Linked DNA regions of Oryzias latipes: region 2 is linked to region 1. The links are chromatin contacts, called in public Hi-C maps. All regions are on one chromosome and are shown on one strand. Each heading gives the region's core, a stretch centred on a gene start, on an enhancer-like site or on the middle of the called end of the contact. The rest is flanking DNA. Distances are from core to core; before and after follow the strand shown.

Region 1 (2,700 bases), core at 148-2,647:
TCTCTCTGCCCATCTCCATCCTCCCCGCTTCGAGTCCAACTTCTCCACCCTTGGCTCGTGTTTTGGCAGTGGTGTGGGCCTGCGAGGGCCCAGAGCCCGAGGCATCACCACCACTGTGGAGCAGCAGTCGCCGCTGAAGCAGCAGATCACCCGCCTTCACCTCCAACACCTCATCATCCCTGGAGGCTTGTAGTGTACCTGGAGAGATGTGCATCAGTGAGTAAGCAGACTCATACACACTACTACACACACATCTATGTGCCTTCACAAACATCAGCAGCACTTGGATTTCCAAACTGATGGATGAGCATATTTAGCAGCAACACACACATTCACACAGTTGGGTTCTTTTGATAAGCATTAAAACTGATTTATTAATTACGAAGAGCAATAGTAACCCTTTCAAACATACAGATAAATAAAAATCACTTTTATATTCTACTGCACACTGCATATCTTTACATTAATATAAGCAGTATTTTTTAGTATATATTTTTAAAATATAATTTTAAAAATAATCTAATAGATCTGTTTATTGTACTCATAAAATATACTTTGGAAAATTGCTTTAAATATATTTTTTAAGTACGATTATTCACACAAGATAGATGTTTCATACTACTATTTTTTTACATTGAAAAAAATATTTTGAGTGAATATTGTAATTTTTTTTTTCTGTGTTTCTCTGTTTCTATTCAATTTTATTTTCTATTGGATGTACAGTGGGGCCAGTTTATATTTGAAGATATCCATTTAAAAACAAAAGAAGTCAAAGGAAGGCAGGACAAGATATATTTGGGGAAACATGCAGGATAAAACAATAATTTCCTTAAATGTACATTTAACTGTCTTAGCCATGTTTGTGCTTTCTGCCATACATTTAGCCAAATATGTGTGTAAATTTGGAAACAAAAGTAAAAAAATGCATTTGGTTCATTTGGACCTCCGAGCCGGTTTACCCCTGCAAAGAACGTAGCAGTCTGTACCGGTGGGGGGCATTCGTACAACTGCTTAAGGTAATTGTCTTAAACACTGAAGTGCTAACTGGCAGTCACAGGAGTTGGACTCCATTACAGAAGAGCTGTCTCTTTCTTTTCCTGCCTCTCTTTTCCTGTTTCCTGCCTTTTTGCCTGGAACTGTTAATCCAAGATCCTCTTTACTTTCACTGTGGGATTTCATGAACATTCGGAGACAATGAATAGGGCTGCTAATCTCGCTGGTACAGCTAAATCCAAAACAATAGAAAATAATACAAGCCTACTAAATTCTAGCGTGTTGAAGCTGGCCTAAACCCATCACTTGTGCGCGGGAATTACAAGGGAGATGTGCGCTATGTCAACAGGATCTGGTACGACTGTCTTCACACAGAACAATGCTAAGCTTCAACCTTCCCAGTGTTGGCCTTCTCACCAAACTAATGAGGGAAGACACGCCTACTGTGAGACAATGGCTGTGCCTGGAAAGCACATGTGAGCCTCTTTCTAGTTTACCATTTGTTTTATTATGGCACCACTTCCTGCAGAATATCTTGTTTATATTCGTTTTTTGTCCTTATAAAATTTTTCCTCAAGTTAACGGATTTTTTAATGTTAACTCTCAGTTTTTTCCAATTAAAAGAAATGTATTGATTTGGTTTAGAATCTGCACCTCTGTCATAGCTTGTTATAGACATGGGCACAGGGGCCATGCAATGACTGTCCTCTCAAATTGGCCTGCAAAATCCAAAATTAGCTTAAAAAATGCAAAAAACAAATAAACAAGCACGCAACAATAAAAAAAACCCACACAATTCAAATGAAGTAAACATAAGGATGGACAGACAGGCAGTTGGAAAAATAAAAGTAAATGCAGCCTCAACAGGCCACAAACAAGTGCCCTACTTGTGCTGGTCCCAAGCCCGGTAAATTCAGAGGTTAGGAAGATCAATAAACATACAACCTATAAGACATAGCTACAGTGTGTGGATAGATGAACTGATATGATGACATCATGGATTTCTCCACATTTTAGAGGCTTGGAGGGATAGGACACCCTAAAGTCTCAGCACACCCAGACGTGCACCCCTGATATTCTACCTGCACCCCATAGTGGAGCTGGCTAAATCTGACCTAATCACTGTTAAAATAGATTTAAATTAGAATTGTGTCAAAAAATAAAAATAAAAATTGAGCACAAACGACGTTTAGAGGTGGTTGATTTAGCATTTCAAAATTTGCTTGACATAAAATTTGAATTAGTTTAAATTAAGCAACCTACAGCTCATTATGAATGTGCATCACTATAAAGAGATACATACCAGGTATGTCTAAAGAAGTGTCATCGTCCTCCAGCAGGGCAGCCATCCTTTCGTACAGCCTGTTTTCATCTGCGTTCAGTATTGCTACAAATCAAGACAATTACAAAGAAATTAGAGTATCTTCAGCAGTGATGGCAAATTACATGCATTAGCGGGCTTCAAAATTACTTTGTACTTATCAGAGAAGTCAATCTAAAGCACATCTTAACATGCAAACCTGAGATATTAGCTGTGGCTGGAGAGGGGTGAAAATGAAGTGCATGCAGAGGGGTAATGAAATAGGAGCATTAACATGCCTGTTAGCCAACCTGTCAAGCTGTGATGAGATTTGATTTGGTGAATCCTTTGGTATTACACGGCAGTGATATCCAAAAGATACAGGTGAAATGGCTTCTCCATTAATA
Region 2 (2,700 bases), core at 198-2,697, 110 kb after region 1:
CTAAACATTGTTGGTAAAGTTGGAAAGACGAATGGTAATCCTGTGGTGCCATCTAGTGGTTTTTAAAAGAAAACGGAATTAATGTAAAAGCATTACTGAAGCTTTTCCATCGTCTCTTCATTTTGGATGATAATATGAACAGCGACAATGTTGTTGTTAATAATACCTATTATATATTCTAATTTTGTTTCAAACTGATAAGATAAAAAATAAACATCTAACAGAAGTATAATTATAAATGACCATATGCAAAGTTCAAAAAGGCTTTTGGATGAAGTTTGACAACTTATCGAGTCCACGTCCCTCTCTTAAATTCAGCCCAAACTTAATTTAAACTGAATTTGTAGAAGAAAATAATCAATTATGGTCAAAAGACAAATATTTTTTTTTAAATAAATAAAAATTAATTAATCTTGCTGAGTCCCTAATATCTACTCATTGCATCAGTTTTTATAATTGCTTAGCATTTTTTAATAAATTGACAGTTTTTATGTCCTCCCTGCAGCTCTTCTTTACATCTGAACCCCTGTGCTGGAGATGCAGTGAAATGTAACATTTGTGCTCACAGCTGGTATTATAAACGGAATTTTAAAGGAATTTAAAAAAAAGCTTTCAAAAATAATACTACATTTTAAAAGATAAAGTTGGGGAATAAAAAAAAAAGGGTAAATTGATAAGAGCCAAGTCCAGGTATTTGATATGAAGTCTCCATCTGGGAGGTTTGTGGCAGGAGTTACAGCAGAAGATGCAGAATATGCAAATTAATCAAAAAATAACCTGCTACTGGATCTTGAAGTTCTAAATATAAATTAGTAAAGTATTGTATCTATTTATAATCTAAAGACTCATGAGCCTCATTCAGATTTCTCAGGTTATGAACATCACCTATTCAATGAAATGTTTTTGCACAAGAGAAATGATCAAACTAATAAGTTTGATTCAGTTGTCAGTTTTGTTTTGTCTTTCTTCTTCAAAACAAAATGCCCTATAGACCACACGAGTAAAACTGCATTCTTCAAGTTTTTCCGACTAAATTGGAACATTTTAGGTTTACAATTTAAAGATAGTAAATCAAAAGGGAACTAAAAGTATCTATACTTTTAGACCAAGTGTACTTGTAGTACACTATAACAGACTACTCATTCCAAAGGTTAAACATGAGAGCATCTGACATCTGATGAAAAGATAATCACCCAATAAGGACCCCATTCAGGAACCTCATTTTGTTAAGTAGGTCTAGTATTCATCCTGAGAAAAGGTAGAGAACCACTGACCCACTCCATGTGGGATATCCAATTCTAACAATTTTACACAGTCCCCGATATTAATTGTAATGCAGTAAACTCAGTTTATTGCAGTATCTCTCCTTTTTATGGTCGCAACAGTCCAGACCAGCATTTGAAATCAATTTCGTTGATGTTACGAGGAGTTCATCCTCTGTTGGTTCGGTCAACGCCTTCATATGGAACAGCCTACATTTCCCATCAACCAACAGAAAGAGTTCACGTGCAGCATTATTTTGTGCTCGGTCAAGAACAAGTCGTGGCTGAGGAGGCAGAGGGCAAACGCAATGAGTAAGGTTGTAACCCCCCTTTCCCCATTTTTCTTCTTTATTTTATATTACTTGAGAAAAGTCTCGTTTCGTTGAAATTGGTATTTCATAACTTTACGCAATGACGCTCGTGCCTCGTGTGCCGTGTTAGCTAACATTGTGTGCTAATAAGTAAATCTGCTACTCAAGCTGGTGCTGGCTCTGGACTCCAACAGTTAGTTAGCCTTATCTCTGAGAGCAGACACACTTCTTACATCCCTGTAAGTTTACACGTCAGTGTCACCGAGACTGACAAACATCCTCGTGTTAGCATGTTTGTGCAGCTGTTTCTTGTTCAGCTTGTTTTGTGTAATAATGACTCTGTTTTGAACGAACCAGACCGCCTTTTTAAGGATATTTGTGCCTTTGTGAGTAATATGAAGTCGTTGTTGATGCTTGTTGTGTGACGTCACTGAACATATTGTGTTCCTGACAGGTGTCCAACAACATGTCTGTGGATTGGGTGGGATATGGATATGCCACTCTTGTGGCATCCGGGGGAGTCATTGGTTATGTGAAAGCAGGTGAGATGAGCCGGTCTTAACCTGGTTACACGTGATCCAGCCTTTCCTGGCTGTTTGTTTCCTTGTTGGATGATATAATCTGGATGTACCGCTAAGTGAAAGCACACATTAAGGATCTTTGAATATGTTTCTTTTGGTAAATGAATGTGCAACTTGAAATTCTTCCTAATCTGTTAAATATACACATAGAAAATATTATTTATATTTATTTGGGATTGCATCAAATTAGACTTTTTTGTGAACCTTATGATCAGCTTAGCAGTCTATGAAACAATAATTTGTTTTCCATTCTAAAAATGAAGATCAGTTTTCTGCTTTTTCTTTTGGGTTTTTTTGACTTTATTTTGTTTTTCTGATGATGGAGGAAATATATCAAGAAAATAAAGCTTAAAGTTGCATTTCTAAGTATTTCTTTATTCAAATTCTTACTAAAAAAGACCCTATTTGTGACAGAAAACTCGCTGGTCAGGCCACGAGCTCTACTTTCTCCATTCTGATGCATCCACTTGTTAACAACTAGATCCATGTACGTTTTGTTTTCGTCATACAAGCTGCCATCTGGCTCAAAACTGTACGGCCGGAAAG

What was found. Hi-C and Micro-C count contacts between places; a contact is called where the count stands out from the background.
Region 2: a Hi-C map of gastrula embryo shows a contact between it and region 1, with 1.7 times the contacts expected there. The contact joins the promoter of LOC101162485 here to the enhancer-like site in region 1. A contact is called at or near these places in 2 of 5 Hi-C or Micro-C datasets (embryo and gastrula embryo).

Annotation. Positions count from the first base shown.
Region 1 is chr20:13,017,549-13,020,248 of ASM223467v1, forward strand. It overlaps ofcc1 (orofacial cleft 1 candidate 1), which reads right to left. Exons shown (of 24, transcript NM_001122920.1): 6 at 2,297-2,380; 7 at 1-198. Among protein-coding and RNA genes, the nearest start is that of ofcc1, 12 kb to the right of the region's middle. Within about 2 kb of position 1,398, at least 1 of the 8 cell types and tissues checked has an H3K27ac peak or open chromatin away from gene starts, as enhancers often do. A contact at or near this core is called in gastrula embryo, where this site is marked.
Region 2 is chr20:13,132,147-13,134,846 of ASM223467v1, forward strand. LOC101162485 (transmembrane protein 14C) reads left to right here and starts at 1,448. Exons shown (of 5, transcript XM_004080976.3): 1 at 1,448-1,579; 2 at 2,028-2,115. The coding sequence starts at 1,463.